2 separate regions of the Mus musculus genome follow, and region 2 is linked to region 1. Evidence: chromatin contacts called from public HiChIP or PLAC-seq data. All regions are on one chromosome and are shown on one strand. Each heading gives the region's core, a stretch centred on a gene start, on an enhancer-like site or on the middle of the called end of the contact. The rest is flanking DNA. Distances are from core to core; before and after follow the strand shown. Region 1 holds the start of Vps28 (vacuolar protein sorting 28). Region 2 overlaps Mroh1 (maestro heat-like repeat family member 1).

What was found. HiChIP or PLAC-seq counts read pairs in DNA pulled down with a chosen protein or histone mark.
Region 2: a contact with region 1 is called in an H3K4me3 HiChIP or PLAC-seq map of the SCID.adh cell line, with 15 read pairs. The contact joins the enhancer-like site here to the promoter of Vps28 in region 1. A contact is called at or near these places in 10 of 39 promoter capture datasets (the C10 cell line, the HPC-7 cell line, cranial neural crest and 7 more), 2 of 15 datasets of contacts at CTCF or cohesin (embryonic stem cells and pro-B cells), 11 of 484 Hi-C or Micro-C datasets (the G1E-ER4 cell line, the HL-1 cell line, the N1E-115 cell line and 6 more), 4 of 115 datasets of contacts at active chromatin or transcription factors (the SCID.adh cell line, bone marrow-derived macrophages, embryonic stem cells and 1 more) and 4 of 9 other capture datasets (adipose tissue, embryonic stem cells, liver and 1 more).

Annotation. Positions count from the first base shown.
Region 1 is chr15:76,622,407-76,629,339 of GRCm38.p6, reverse strand. It overlaps Vps28 (vacuolar protein sorting 28), which reads left to right and starts at 3,256. Exons shown (of 10, transcript NM_025842.4): 1 at 3,256-3,351; 2 at 4,135-4,206; 3 at 4,720-4,748; 4 at 4,855-4,892; 5 at 5,165-5,254; 6 at 5,846-5,951; 7 at 6,068-6,169; 8 at 6,632-6,685; 9 at 6,778-6,869. The coding sequence starts at 4,170. Tonsl (tonsoku-like, DNA repair protein) reads left to right here. Exons shown (of 26, transcript NM_183091.3): 24 at 10-83; 25 at 458-591; 26 at 2,858-3,103. The coding sequence ends at 3,039.
Region 2 is chr15:76,424,508-76,431,440 of GRCm38.p6, reverse strand. It overlaps Mroh1 (maestro heat-like repeat family member 1), which reads right to left. Exons shown (of 44, transcript NM_175457.4): 15 at 4,225-4,332; 16 at 3,785-3,929; 17 at 3,499-3,539; 18 at 3,056-3,197; 19 at 2,740-2,792; 20 at 2,181-2,288; 21 at 1,534-1,653; 22 at 1,142-1,264. Among named protein-coding and RNA genes, the nearest start is that of Mir6954, 5.2 kb to the left of the region's middle. Within about 2 kb of position 2,675, at least 5 of the 459 cell types and tissues checked have an H3K27ac peak or open chromatin away from gene starts, as enhancers often do. A contact at or near this core is called in the SCID.adh cell line, where this site is marked.

The DNA.
Region 1 (6,933 bases), core at 2,007-4,506:
AACGTCCAGGAAGGCTGTGCTCTGGCCCACCTAACCCTGTCCGCAAACTGCCTGGGTGACAAGGCCGTGAGAGAACTGAGCAGGTAACACACCATCCCTGAGCCACTGGCTCTCCTGTGAGGAGGGAGTCTGACATGAAGATGAATGAGTCAGGTGGTGTCACCTCTTTCTGACGTCCACTGTCTCCAGGGATGGCTCTGGCAGGCATGCTTACCCTCCTTGAGTTTCTTGCCATGCCCTTGTGGTATGAGAACTTCTCACTCTGGCCTGTCCTTTATTTTTCCTTGGTAAAACATTCCCTCCTGCCCCCGATCCTGCCCCTAGAGTTGGCCATGGCACTGCCTCTGGCTGGCACTGCAGAGATCCTTGGCTCCCAGAGCCAAGGGACAGACTTCCCTAGTACTAAAGCAAGGGCTTTCCTGGCCAGCTCATGCTTTCATGTCCCCTGTCATTGTAGATGTCTCCCTTGCTGCCCCTCACTCACCTCTCTGGACCTGTCTGCCAACCCCGAGGTCAGCTGTGCCAGTCTAGAGGAGCTCTTGTCTGCCCTCCAAGAGCGGTCCCAAGGCCTCAGCTTCCTTGGCCTATCAGGTAAGGGCTAGGAACAAGAATGGCTCCTGTGTCTCACCTAACACAGGGCTTACTTTCCAGGGTCCTGCCAGCAGAAGGGGCAGTCACTGCCATCGGCGAGATTCCACAAGGCTGTTGTGATGAAAGGCAGTTTGTGGTGTAACCAGGGCAAGGAGCAAGACTGACTGGTGGCTCAGAGTACGGCAGGAAGCACTAAGGCAGATTACCTCAAGCATGGCCTAAGCTGCATAGTAAAGAAAATAATAGTACTAGTAATAATAATAATAGTGATAATAATAATAATAAACCAAAGGAGGGGCTGGAGGAATGGTCAACACTTAGGGGTGCTCTTCCAGAGACCCTCATTTCAAATCTCAGCATCAAACATAGCAGCTCACAACCTTTGGAACTTCAGTTCCAAGGGATCTGAAGGCAGATCTGCAGGCAGCCTGGCTTCACACAGTACACAGATAGACATGCAAATGAAATGAAACACCAGTACACACAAAGCAATTTGAATTTATTTATTTATTTATTTATTTATTTATTTATATTTTCGAGACAGGGTTTCTCTATGTAGCCCTAGCTGTCCTGGAACCAAGATGGCATCAAACTCGAGACTCACTGCCTCCAGGGTGCTGGGATTAAAGGTGTGCACCGCCAAATGAGTACACTGTAGCTGTCCTCAGACACACCAGACAAGTGTGAAGGCATCAGATTTCATTACAGATAATTGTGAGCCACCATGTGGTTGCTGGGAATTGAACTCAGGACCTCTGGAAGAGTAGTCAGTGCTCTTAACCACTGAGCCATCTCTCCAGTCCCAAAATAATTTGTTTTTGTTTGTTTTGTTTTGTTATTTTGGTTGGGTTTTTTGTTTTTCAAGACAGGGTTTCTCTGTATAGCCCTGGCTGTCCTGGAACTCACTTTGTAGACCAGGCTGGCCTTAGACTCAGAAATCTGCCTGCCTCTGCCTCCCAAATGCTGGGACTAAAGGCGTGTGCCACCACTGCCCAGCTTGTTTTGTTTTCAAGCAGGGTTTTTCTGTATATGCCTGGCTGTCCTGGAACTCATTGTGTAGATCAAAATGTCCTTGAACTCACAGAGATCTGCCCGCCTCTACCTCCTGAGTGCTGGGGCTAAGGGTGTGCACCACTGCCCAGCTGTTCCTTTAGCTTTTGGTTGTGGGATATCCTTTCTTCTGTGCAGCCTTCTCTTTTGGCTAGGAACAGTTTATTCCTTCTCAGTGAGAATCATCTTACTTACTTACAGGGGGAACCCATGGGTTAGTTCACCATAAAAACTCAACAGTGACCAGAGAGAACATATATCCAAACTTTGTAAGAGAACATATATCAAAACTTCTTTGGGGGCCACTGACTGACTGGCCTGGCAAACATTTTCCAACTCCACCTTTATAGACAGACCTCTGAAACAATGCACATTGCTTCTTTAAAGTGACATTTTTCAGATACACATGCACACCCCCTCACAGCCTAGGCAGCTCCTCGGGTATTCTTAAAATGATCATGAAGATTTGAACCTCCTTTTGGAGTGGCAAATTGTTTGTTGTTTTTTGAGACAGGGTGTCTCTGTGTAGTCCTGGCTGTTCTGGAGCTCTGTAAAGTTTCCTCTCTACCTGGAGAGGACTGAGATTAAAGGCGGATGCCACCAGGGCAGGCATGATTTGGACCTTTTGTTTTTGCGGGGTTTTCTGGGTCAGGAGGGTAGCAAATCATTGTTACTTGCAGAAAACCTTATTTCCTCATTCCTGTCCACCAGTCAGTGATCCAAGTTCCGCTTAAGGGGTGCTTGCTCTCTCAACCTGCCCCCCTCCCTCCTTCCTTGCCTTATCTACTAATAAGCTAGCTTGTCCCGTTACACCAACGCACTCTCCACCTTATAAGTGTGCCTGATGGCCTGGCCTGCCACTGCCTTGCCCAGCTGAGATTTGAGGGTGGCAGCCTTTCCCCCTGGAGGATAAAAACTGAGCACAGGGGAGTCCCTGGGTTTTTCCTGTATCTCACCCCCTCTTCCCAACACAATGGTATTTCTGGCAGCTGTGCGCTTCATCCAGTTCCCTGACAACCTTGAGCCTACTGGGATCTCTGACTTGATCAAGGCCTGGCATTCACTAGCCTCCAGAGATCCGAGGGCCCACAGTATACAGATATATTGAGTCCTTTTTATGATGGGACAAGCCAAAATGTAGGCTCCGAGGTACAACATAAGCACTATGCCTCCTGTGGGTGTGTAAGTTAAACCTACCTCCTCCTCACCCCCACAGGCTGCTCTATTCAAGGGCCGCTGAACTCTGACCTCTGGGACAAGATCTTCGTGCAGTTGCAGGAGTTGCAACTGTGCACCAAAGACCTGAGCACCAAAGACCGAGACTCGGTGTGTCAGAGACTGCCAGAGGGTGCGTGCACAATGGACCAAAGTTCCAAGCTCTTCTTTAAATGCCTCTGATCCTAGTCCTGCCGTTTCCTCCAGAAGAAAAAGAAAAACCTTAATAAACTATGCTGCTATCTCATTTGTGTCAGCTCTCTGCGAAAAGGGTGGGCGATGTGAGCTGTAAAAGCCTTGACAGGCGGAGCTACTCCAGAGCGCAAGCTCAGGCAAAAAAAGCCGAGTGCCGATCAATGGATTTGGCTTGCTATGTGCGTAGGCTCAAGGTTAGAGGATGAGTGCCGAGCTGCCGATCGGGTTTCCCGGCAGGCGCAGGCGGAAAAAGCGAGCACCGAGCTTCTGTCGCCATCTCCGGGACTCCAAACGCCCCAGGTACACAGCGGCGGTGGCCGGGTCCCCTCTTCATAGGAACCCTTTGGTCTAGGTGTCCCGGTCCCGTCTCCTCTGGGGCTCAGCGGCCCTTGCCGCGCGGCCAGTGTCTCAGTAGGTGATGGGCGCTGTCAAGTGGCATTGCTGGTCCACAGTTCAGGTTCCCCTGTCTGTGAGGGTACCCACCTTTCTTCTGCGACTCCGCCGGCTATTCCTAGCTCCTGCGACCTCGGTAGCTCTCGCTGCTCCTCAAGCCACTCCATCTCAGTTTGACCATCTTCCTTGAACATTTGTTTTCACCCCATTTCAAATCCTGAGGCGTGTCTGGGCTGGCTTCCTTATTAGACAGGACCTATCCTGGGCCTTGCCTCCGCCACTTTGCCGCATCAACCAATAAGCTTGCCCTTATTCATTTCTCCAGTATCTCCCACAGATTAGGGTAAAACCTACCTCCACACTTTCCCTCACACACAGAAAGCCCCGGACACCTAGTCTCAGTTCATTTCCACTGAAAGATGTTGCAACAATGCCCTTCCCCTGTGCCCAAGATGCTGCCCCAGTTCTAACAGCTACTCTTCCCTACCCTAACCCAGCTAACAGGCAGGACTCCCATGGCACTCGATGTTCATCCTCAAAGCCTGACATGACATTCCCCCATGACAGTCCTTTAGCATCCTGTGCCGTTCCTGTAGAGAGCAGGAAAGCTGTTCACAACGCTCTGATCTCCAGAGCCCAGTTCTTAAGGTGTAAGGGGACCCTTGAGTTAGTGTTGGCTCTGCTTTCCAGGTCTCTTGTGCTGTATAGCTGCCTGGGCCTGCAGGATGTTCCACGGGATCCCAGCTACTCCTGGTGTTGGAGGTGAGTGTAGGCTAAACTGGGAGGAAGGGGAGGAGCCAAGGCTTTCCCTGTTGCAGGGGCTGTTGGGAAAGGACCACACTGCTACGTCCATCCCGTAGTCATTAGGCCCTGGGTAATGACTAGGGCCAGAATTATTTCTGGTGGGAATCTGAGGGCCCCTGCAATACCCTGCTGGGGAGCGAGAATATACTCCAATGTGGTCAGAACCTCTGGCATCCTGAGCAACTCTGGGTCTCCAACTGCATGTGTGAAGCATCTGACAGGCTTTTATTTGTACCAAGTTGTGGTTCTGTGTACAAACTACAGTCATGTTGGCGGGGGAAGAGAGCTAAACCTAGCAATCTGTATGTAGCCTCTTAGAGGCCATATTGGTAGGAGGTGAGGCTGGAGCCCCTATTCTGTGCTTCCCTTTGAGCTCTGTGATACATGGCATGGGAGACACCTTCTTGGGACGTAACTGAAGTGGGCCTGTCCTGGGGTCACCCTTGTCAGCTCCTCCTTGCTCTGTTGCAGCCCCTGGGAACAAGCCGGAGCTGTATGAGGTAGGTAGCAGATCCTCACCTGGCCACTGCAAACACCATGTGGCTGTCACTGGTTCTATAACCACGCCTGGAGATGCTGACTGACTCTTGCCTGCTTTTCCAACAGGAAGTAAAGCTCTACAAGAATGCTCGGGAGCGGGAGAAGTAAGTCTAAGCTGCCACGCACACATGCACATGCACACATACGCACACATGCACACTTGCACCCATCCAGCCTCCATGGCTGGCCCAGCAGTCTACCAAACCCACCACCACACCAATGGTTGGGGAGAACATGGCGTCGCGCTAGGAAGATGGTCCCTGAGGAATATGTACCAGGGATGGAGTGGGAGGTGGGCTGAACTCTGCCATAGGTGCAGAGCAGCAGTTGGCTGCCCTGCCTCTGGACAGCGGCCTGATGGATGGCTTTGTCTTAGGTATGACAACATGGCAGAGCTCTTTGCCGTGGTGAAGACGATGCAGGCCCTGGAGAAGGCGTACATCAAGGACTGTGTCACCCCCAATGAGTGAGCAAGCCTGTGGCGTCAGACATTGATGGCCACCAATCCTCAGAAGCATGTGTCTCCCTTTCATGAAGCTTGTGGATTCAGTAGGCAGCATACACAGAGCCCAAGCTATGAGGGTGTTCATTGTTGCTGCTAGTTTCCGGGCAGGATCAGCCAGGGACCTTCTGTAAGGGTGGGTATGGTTCTGACTTCAGAAGGCAAACTGGAGCCTTGGGCAGCACAGTCTAAGGTATCACTGTCAGGTCTAGGTAGCCAGCATGGATGCTGATGCTTTATCCACAGATGACAAGCCTGTTTGACTAGACCAGGAGTTGCCAGGTGGTAATGGAGGTCTGACACCTGGCAAATGGAATAGACGTCCGCTCTTGTGCTGAGTTCCAGATCGACCCACACGGATCCCCTGTTGTAGTTCTGTTTCTGTCATATTTCCCTGCTCTTGTGCAGAGCTCCCTTCATACATAGACCCAACAGGAAGCCCTTGGCCCTCCTAGCCTACCATGAAAGCTGCTATATCTACAATTGTTGAGGGAGAGCACAATGAGGCAAGCTAGACTGTCCTCAGCCTCCAGAAGCAACCGGTCCCCTCTCTAGGTACACTGCAGCCTGCTCCAGGCTCCTGGTCCAGTACAAAGCTGCCTTCCGACAGGTCCAAGGCTCAGAGATCAGCTCCATTGATGAATTTTGCCGAAAGTTCAGAGTGAGTTAGCAGGTCCTCCCTTCCATCGTGCAGGAGAGGGTGTGGTGGGATATGGTCTGAGAGCCTGGTCCCCTAGAGGCCCTGTGGTGCCCAGTACCCATGTCTGTTCTCCTCAGCTGGACTGCCCACTTGCTATGGAGAGGATCAAAGAGGACCGGCCCATCACTATCAAAGACGACAAGGGCAATCTCAACCGCTGCATTGCAGATGTTGTTTCGGTGTGTCCCACAGCTCCTGGGAGGGTCCTGTGGGGATTAGAGGGAAGGGACTACTGGCCTAGGTCAGTCATAAATGTGTATTCTTGGGGTTTCTGGTCCTAAGCAGTACTCTGGGAGGGCTCACCTCAGCTGTGAGGAGGATGAGAAGCAGCCAAGGAGCCTAAGGCCCACCTGACTGAGTTCCTTCTTGTGAAAGGGACCAGGACCTACTCGGGCAGGACCCTGGCTTGAGGGGGTTGTGTAGGAGTACTTCCCAGATTCCCAGAATTCCTCTCAGAGTTGTGATCCCAAATGTCCGTAGGCCCAGACAGTTAGCAGACAGGTCTTAAGTGTAGCCCCCAAGCAGGAAGGAGCCCCAGTGTGGGGTGTCGGGAGGAACATGGGTGGGGGCCTGGTCCCTATAATTGGCCTACAAGCTATCCCCACTGAGTAAGAGATGCCTAATGTACATGCTCCCCACAGCTCTTCATTACAGTCATGGACAAGCTGCGTCTGGAGATCCGTGCCATGGACGAGGTGCAGAAGTTGGGCAGGGAGCCCCGGGCCTGGATGGAGGGGAACAGAGCAAGGTACAGAGGGTCTCACGAGGGTAGCGCTTGTGTCTGTAGATTCAGCCAGACCTGCGGGAGCTGATGGAGACAATGCACAGAATGAGCCACCTGCCTCCAGACTTCGAGGGCCGCCAGACAGTCAGCCAGTGGTGAGTTGCTCTCCCGCGCAGGCGCAGGGAGCCTCGTGGTGGTGAGTGGGTCTCCCGCAGGAAG
Region 2 (6,933 bases), core at 1,426-3,925, 200 kb after region 1:
TGGTTTTTTTGAGACAGGGTTTCTCTGTATAGCCCTGGCTGTCCTGAACTCACTTTGTAGACCAGGCTGGCCTCAAACTCAGAAATCCGCCTGCCTCTGCCTCCCAAGTGTTGGGATTAAAGGCGTCCTCCACCACGCCTGGCCTAAAAACACTTTTAAAAAGAGATAGAGGAAGACGAGAAAGAGAAAGAAGAGGTGTGTGGGTCCTTGCACTCCTGGGCCAACCCTCGGGTTCCATGAGCAGAGCAATCACTAGACACAGAGCAAAATGGTCAGGGTCAGGCATGGTGGGAGATTCTGAAAACCCAAGCACTCAGGGCAAAGGACAGACAGCCTGGCCTTAGAGAAGGGGACAGCTCTGAGTTCCCCAGCTGTGTGGTTCTGATAGGCAATGTCCCTAGAGCTCAAGGGTCCCCAGTGCTGCAGGGGTTAGAGAAACATTTGAAAATGTCCCTAAAGTTCACATGTCCCCAGAGCAGCAGTGTTCAAAGACAGAAACCCTTGGGAAGTGACTAGTTCATCAACGCACTAACCCATTACGACTCATAACAGTGGCAGAATTACAGTTATGAAATAGCAATGAAAATTACTTTATGGTTAGGGGTCAGCACAACATGAGGAACTGCATTAAAGGATCGCAGCACGAGGAAGGCAGAGAGCCACAGAAACGAACTCTTTGAAGGATTCAAAGCAGCACGGGTCTAGAGGTAGGTAAGTGTGCTCTTGGCTCCTGTGAAGGGAGAAGCTCTCTTCACCGGCCCCTCCACCATGCCCGGCCTGCACAACCTCTGAAACTAGGAGACAGACTACTTCTTCCTCCTTAAAGTTGATTTCCTCAAGTATTTCGTCATAGCAACAGAAAGCTGATCACCACAGAACCTTGCCACTGAGAACTCTCATTACCCACAGCTAGAGGAACAGCACTCCAATCAGCTAGGGCTTCTGGGAGGCCCTCAGTGGGAGGAGAGCTCAGGCCCAGAGGAGGAATGGAGGATACAAAGCCTGAGGGAACCCAGCCCTAGCCTTCATCTTGAGAGAGAGCAGAGGGCAGGAACCCACCCTACCACAGCCATGAAAAGTGGGGCAGCCACAGACAGGTATCTACTCACAAGGACACTGTTCTGGGTAATGACCGTCTTACCTTAAAAATGCTAAAGATGCCGGTGGACTTCCTAAACACGTCTGACCTCACAAAGTCCTCCAGCTGTGCTAGAGTGTCCTCAAGGTGGGTAATGGCACAGATCCCAAAGCAACAGGCCAGGCCCTGGGGAGGTGCACGGGTGTGCTCACACTTGGGCACAGTGGCCCACCTGCCCACACGCTGTGTGGGGAGGAGTGTATATCCACACGTACACAAAGTTCCACACACACATAAACCTGAAGGCACACAAATACACGCGGACATCCGTGAGGAAGCAAGCAGTGTGCCTCACGTGCAAGCATGCATGTACCTATGTGCTCACAGCACACGTGGCTAGCTCAGAGCGGCAGATGAACACGGCCTCACAGCCCCGGGCACTGGGGACTACCTACCTCCTGCTCTGCCTCCTCTTGATATCTGGCTGTCTCCAGCAGCTCTCGGAGGTGTTTCCTCACCACCTCCTTACTTGAAGCAGCACCCAGCGTGGTTCCAATGCACTTATACAGGAAGTTCTGGAACACAGGGAGAGAACACAGATGAACCTGACTCCTGAGCAGACAGACACTTGCACTGTGGTGGGTACTGCTAATGGATAGCTGTATCCTTTCCTCCTTTTTGGTTTTTTTGATATATGGTTTCTGTATGTGGCCCCAGCTGTCCTGGAACTAGCTGTGTAGACCAGGTTGGACTTGATCTCATAGATCCGCCTACCTCTCAAGTATTTGGGGTTAAACGTGGGCACCACTACACCCGGCCCCTTGGAGAGGAAGCTGTATTTCAAGCAGGACATAGGAAGGGTCCTGCATGAGGAGGTGAGACCCAGGCTGTGTCTGAGGAACAGTGAGCAGGCAGCTGTCCCCCATCCCCCAGCTGTTAACTGCAGCGAGGAGCCTCCTGACCCTGCTTGCTTTTTAAGTGGCTTGGCCAGGGTTGCCAGAGTCAGGAGACAAAGACACAGACAGGCGAGATCAAAGACACAAAGCATGGGAGCTGGGGACTGTGCAGAGATCCCCATCCCCAGCTAGCTTGTCTCAGGCACCTTCTCCTGAGGAGTCCCACTGTAAGAGGGCAGTTGCTTGCACATCTCTTGGCTCAGCTGGCAGATCCAGATGTTGTCAGATACTACGGCCAGGGTGTCTCGCAGGAACTGAGGGGGGAGAGCATTGGTGAGGCCTGAGGCAGGGCCTTGACACGTGATAACCTTATGGTGACTCCTGTTGGTAAGTGGCCTTTGAAGGTGGGTAGCTATGAGGCAGGCTGAAGCACAAGTGGCTCTGAACTCGGCTGGGGACGGGGAAGGAGGGAAAAGCCCTTTCTGTGCCCAGGATGAGCAAAAGTCCCTCCCATTTGGTGCTGAGTGACAGAAGGTACAATATCCTGCCAGGGACATCTGAGACCAGCCACCATCCTTACCCCAAACTCCCCCCACCACTGAGCCCATCCCCTAGTCACACCACCAGATGAAGTTGGATAACAACAAGCCCCTTGGAAGGCACAATACACTGGTCCAACATTTGCTGCCCTGGCCCTCTGTGCCCAGGCCCAGAATGTCCCAAAAAGGCACAGACAGGCCCTTGGCCTTCTGCTCCATCTCTCACCATTAGAAGCTTTTCTTCCCACTCCTTCAGTGACAGGCTTTCCTCGGTGTGCTCTGAAATGACCAATAAGCCCACTGGCTGGGGTCCTGCCAGGCAGGCTCATTCCAACATGCACTAGGTGGGCCCTCCTTGTCTCTGGGAATTCCCAGAAGGAACGCAGAAACCAGTCAGGCCACAGTCACACCCCCTTCCCTTGTGAGCCATCCAGGCCCTTTCTTAGATTACAGCTTGGATCGTTTCTTTCAACCCGAACGGCATACTGGGTGCTAGTGGGGTCAGGGGTGGCTAAGGGGCTCCTGAGCCTCACAGGCCTCACCATCCAGGTACTCCAGCAGCATGGGCATGGTTGTCTCCCACCGCTGGCCCAGGAAAGGGTGGATATTCTGATGCATAACCTTCAGGAGGCGCAGGGAGGCCGCTCCACGCCCATCTCCCAGGTAGGGATTAGAAGACACAACCTGAAGGAGAGGAAGGAAGGGGGTCGCCTAAGCATGGAGCCGCCTGCCATCTCCTGGCCACAGTGCCCAACCTGGGGACCAGCTTCCCAGGGGTGAAGGGAAAACCAGCAAACACGGGGGCAAGGAATGCCAATGAGACGGTGGCAAGGGTCAGGCTTGCCACAGAGCTGACAGGGACTCTGGGGCCGAGAGGCCACTCTTCTATCAGAGTAAGCTCGGTCACGCTGACACCTACGAGAATGTCCCATGAAGGACAGTGTCAGCCCGTGTGCTGAGACACAGTAACAGACCCGTTGCTTACCAGCAGTCGTGTGGTCATAGCGAAGGGAGACGGGAGGTTTGCTGGACAAGAAACATGGAAACAGTTACAAGGCAGGGATAGGATAAAAGATGGGACCATAGGCACAAGCAGGCAGCTGGGGTGGGACAGCATGCGAAAGCAGCTGGGGGTGGGGTGGGGTGGGGTAGGGGGGTGTCAGCAGCAGGGGCAGGGCAAGGGCAAGGCAGAGAGCTGAGAGAGGACGAGGTGTAAGGGCATCATGGCGTCGGTGGGGTCAGCCAGGGGCACGGTGGTTGGGCCTCCACACCATTCGCGTTGTACTGGATGAGGAAATCATCTGCCCCAGCCTCCTGCCTCTTCAGGGCTAAGTGCACAAGGCTCCTGCAGAGCGGGGTGAGGGCCGCAGTGAAGCGCACCGGGGTGAGGAACTCGAGGAGGTAGGGCCAGAGAACCTGAAGGACAGAGGGCCACGGTCTGTGGACTGCAAGCAGGTGGGCACGGCCTCCGGGGCAGTAGAGATGTCAGAACTGGATCTCCACTGCTATACAGGAGCCGGGTAGCTTGAGAGGGGCCGATGCTAAGACAGACAGTGTGTCCGGCCATTGCTGAGAGATCCTCTGAGCACTGTCCGGCCACTGTCCCCTGGAGGCCACACTCTCCGCTCCAGGCCAGGGATGGGGAGGGCAGGAAATCTAGGACTGGGAAAGCTCAGGCAGCCAGCCTCGGGTCAGAGACATGCACACTCACACTGTTCATCCTATCCACTGTGGTGCTGACCAGGTAGAGGGTGCGGATACTGACAGCCCGCACGCTATCTGCCGCCAGGTCCTCCCCATCAGGGCCAGGCTTCTCAGGCTGGAGGAAGAGGCAAACGAGAGCACGTGTGGATGACTGTCCACACACCAAGGTTAGCATGAGATGGACCACGAGGTCCATCCAGGTTAGCACAAGAAGGGGAAAGGCTGGCAGAAAAGGAAACGCAGCAGACTCACCAACCCTGCCCCGAGAGGATGTCTGTCAGCTCCCACAGGCAAGCACACCAAAGTCACTCAAGAAAAGCTGGTGGGATGGCTCAGTAAGTGCTTTCTGTGTGAGACTGACAAGCTGAGTTTGATTTCAGGATCCAGTGGGCCAAGGAGAGACCTAAAGTTGTCCTCTAAGCTGTATATGTGATCTATGGCATGTGTATGCCTATGCGCGCGCACACACACACACAATCTCTCTCTCCCTCTCCCTCCATCTCTCCTTCCCTCCCTCCCTCCGTCCATCCCTGCCGCTGTTTCTGTCTCCTATAAGCTACTGACTCCAAGGTTCCTTGGCTCAGCAAGTCACAGTACTTGCTGTCAAGCCTACTAATCTGAGTTGGATCCCCAGAATTTACATGGTGGAAGGGGAGAACTAACAAACCGTCCTCGGACCTCCAAAAGGTATCCACATCCACACATACTTATGCACAAAGTAAGTAAATATTTTTAATTTGGGGGTGGGATATCGACTTTTAAAAGATTCTTCTCTCAGGCTGGAGAGATGGCTCTGTGGTTAAGAGCACTGACTGCTCTTCTAGAAGTTCTGAGCTCAATTCCCAGCAACCACATGGTGGCTCACAACCATCTGTAATGGGCTCCACTGCCCTCTTCTGGTGTGTCTGAAGACAGCTACAGTGTACTCATGTACATAAAATAAATAAATACATCTTTTTAAAAATTTCTCTCATATATTCCATTCTGAATGCAGTGTCTCCTCCCTCCTCCCCTCCTAGGCCCCACCCTACTCTCTACCCACCCCTCCTCCATTTCTCTTCAGAAGAGGACAGCCTCCCAAATATATATGTATTAACAACAACAACAACAACTAATTTATAGTACCTACTAGGGGAGTCTATTCAACTTCTGATAGCAACTTATTGGGAACAAAGACTGAAACAGAGGACATGGCCTTCTTCAGTTCTTGTCTAATAACCTACAAGCTACTACTGTGAAGACGCAGAGGGCAAAGCAGGCACCAGGCTGGCAATCGCTCACATGTGAGAGCACTTTGGGACCCATTGGTGGGAGATGAAAACACCTCCCACAGTACTTCCACAAGTACACCAGCATCTGTACCTACACACATACAAATAAATAAAATGTCAAGAACATTAGTGGCTAGAGAGATGGCTCAGTGGTTAAAAATGTCTGCTGCTCTCCAGCACTCGGGAGGCAGAGGCAGGCGGATTTCTGAGTTCGAGGACAGCCTGGTCTACAAAGTGAGTTCCAGGACAGCCAGGGCTATACAGAGAAACCCTGTCTTGAAAAAAACAAAAACAAAAACAAAATGTCTGCCGCTCTTGCAGAAGACCTGAGTTTGGTTCCCACAACCGATGCTGAGCAATTCACAACCTCCTGCAATTACTGCTCCATGTGCACCAACTCTAAGTCTGTCTGTCTGTCTCTCAATCCTTTTTTTTTTTAAAGGAATTGACCTGTGGCCAGGCTTCCTCCAAAGGTGGGCTGTTACCCATGACCTCTAGTCAATGCCATGACCTTTAAGACAAATGCATGATGGGGCTGCGAGATGGCTCAGTGGGTAAATGCATTGACCACCAAGCCTGATACCGAGTCTATCCCAGAGACCCACATGATGGGAACAATCAACTCCTGTATGCTGTCCTCTGGGCTTCATACATGTGCTGTGACATATGTGAGCACACACACACACACACACACACACACACACGTAAATGTAATTTTATAAGGAAGAGAAGGTGGATCAGGGAGGAGTTAGGAGGGTAGGGGGTGAATACATACATTATACATTATAAGCATACATTATAAAAAATTCTCAAAGACTAAAACAATGTGAGGCTCAAGAGATGGGCCAGTAGCCAGGTAGTGGTGGCACACGCCTTTAATCCCAGTACTTGGGAGGCAGAGGCAGGCAGATTTCTGAGTTTGAGGCCAGCCTGGTCTACAAAGTGAGTTCCAGGACAGCCAGGGCTACACAGAGAAACCCTGTCTCGGGAAAAACAAAAACAAACAAACAAACAAACAAAAAAAAAAGAGATGGGCCAGCAAAACTGCTCTTACAGAGGACCTGGTTTGATTCCCAGCCCCCACATGGTGGCTCACAACCATTCATAGCTCCAATTCCAGGGAATCCACTGCCCCTTTCTGGTCTCTATAGGCACTAAGCATACACGTGATGTGCATACATACATGCAGGCAAGTATTCATACACATAAAAAAGAAATCTAAATTTTTTAAATTATACTTTAAAGGATAGACACAGAGTCCTGTTTGGGCACTGTACATAGTGGCAGAAGCACTAGAAGAAGACAACTCGTGGTGGTTTGAGAGAGAATTGTTGCCTGTAGGCTCGGATATTTGAACACTTGGTCCCCAGTTAGTAGTGCTGATTGGGGGAGGCTGTGGCATCTTGGGAGGTGGAGCCTTGCTGGAGGAAGGATGCCACTGGGGC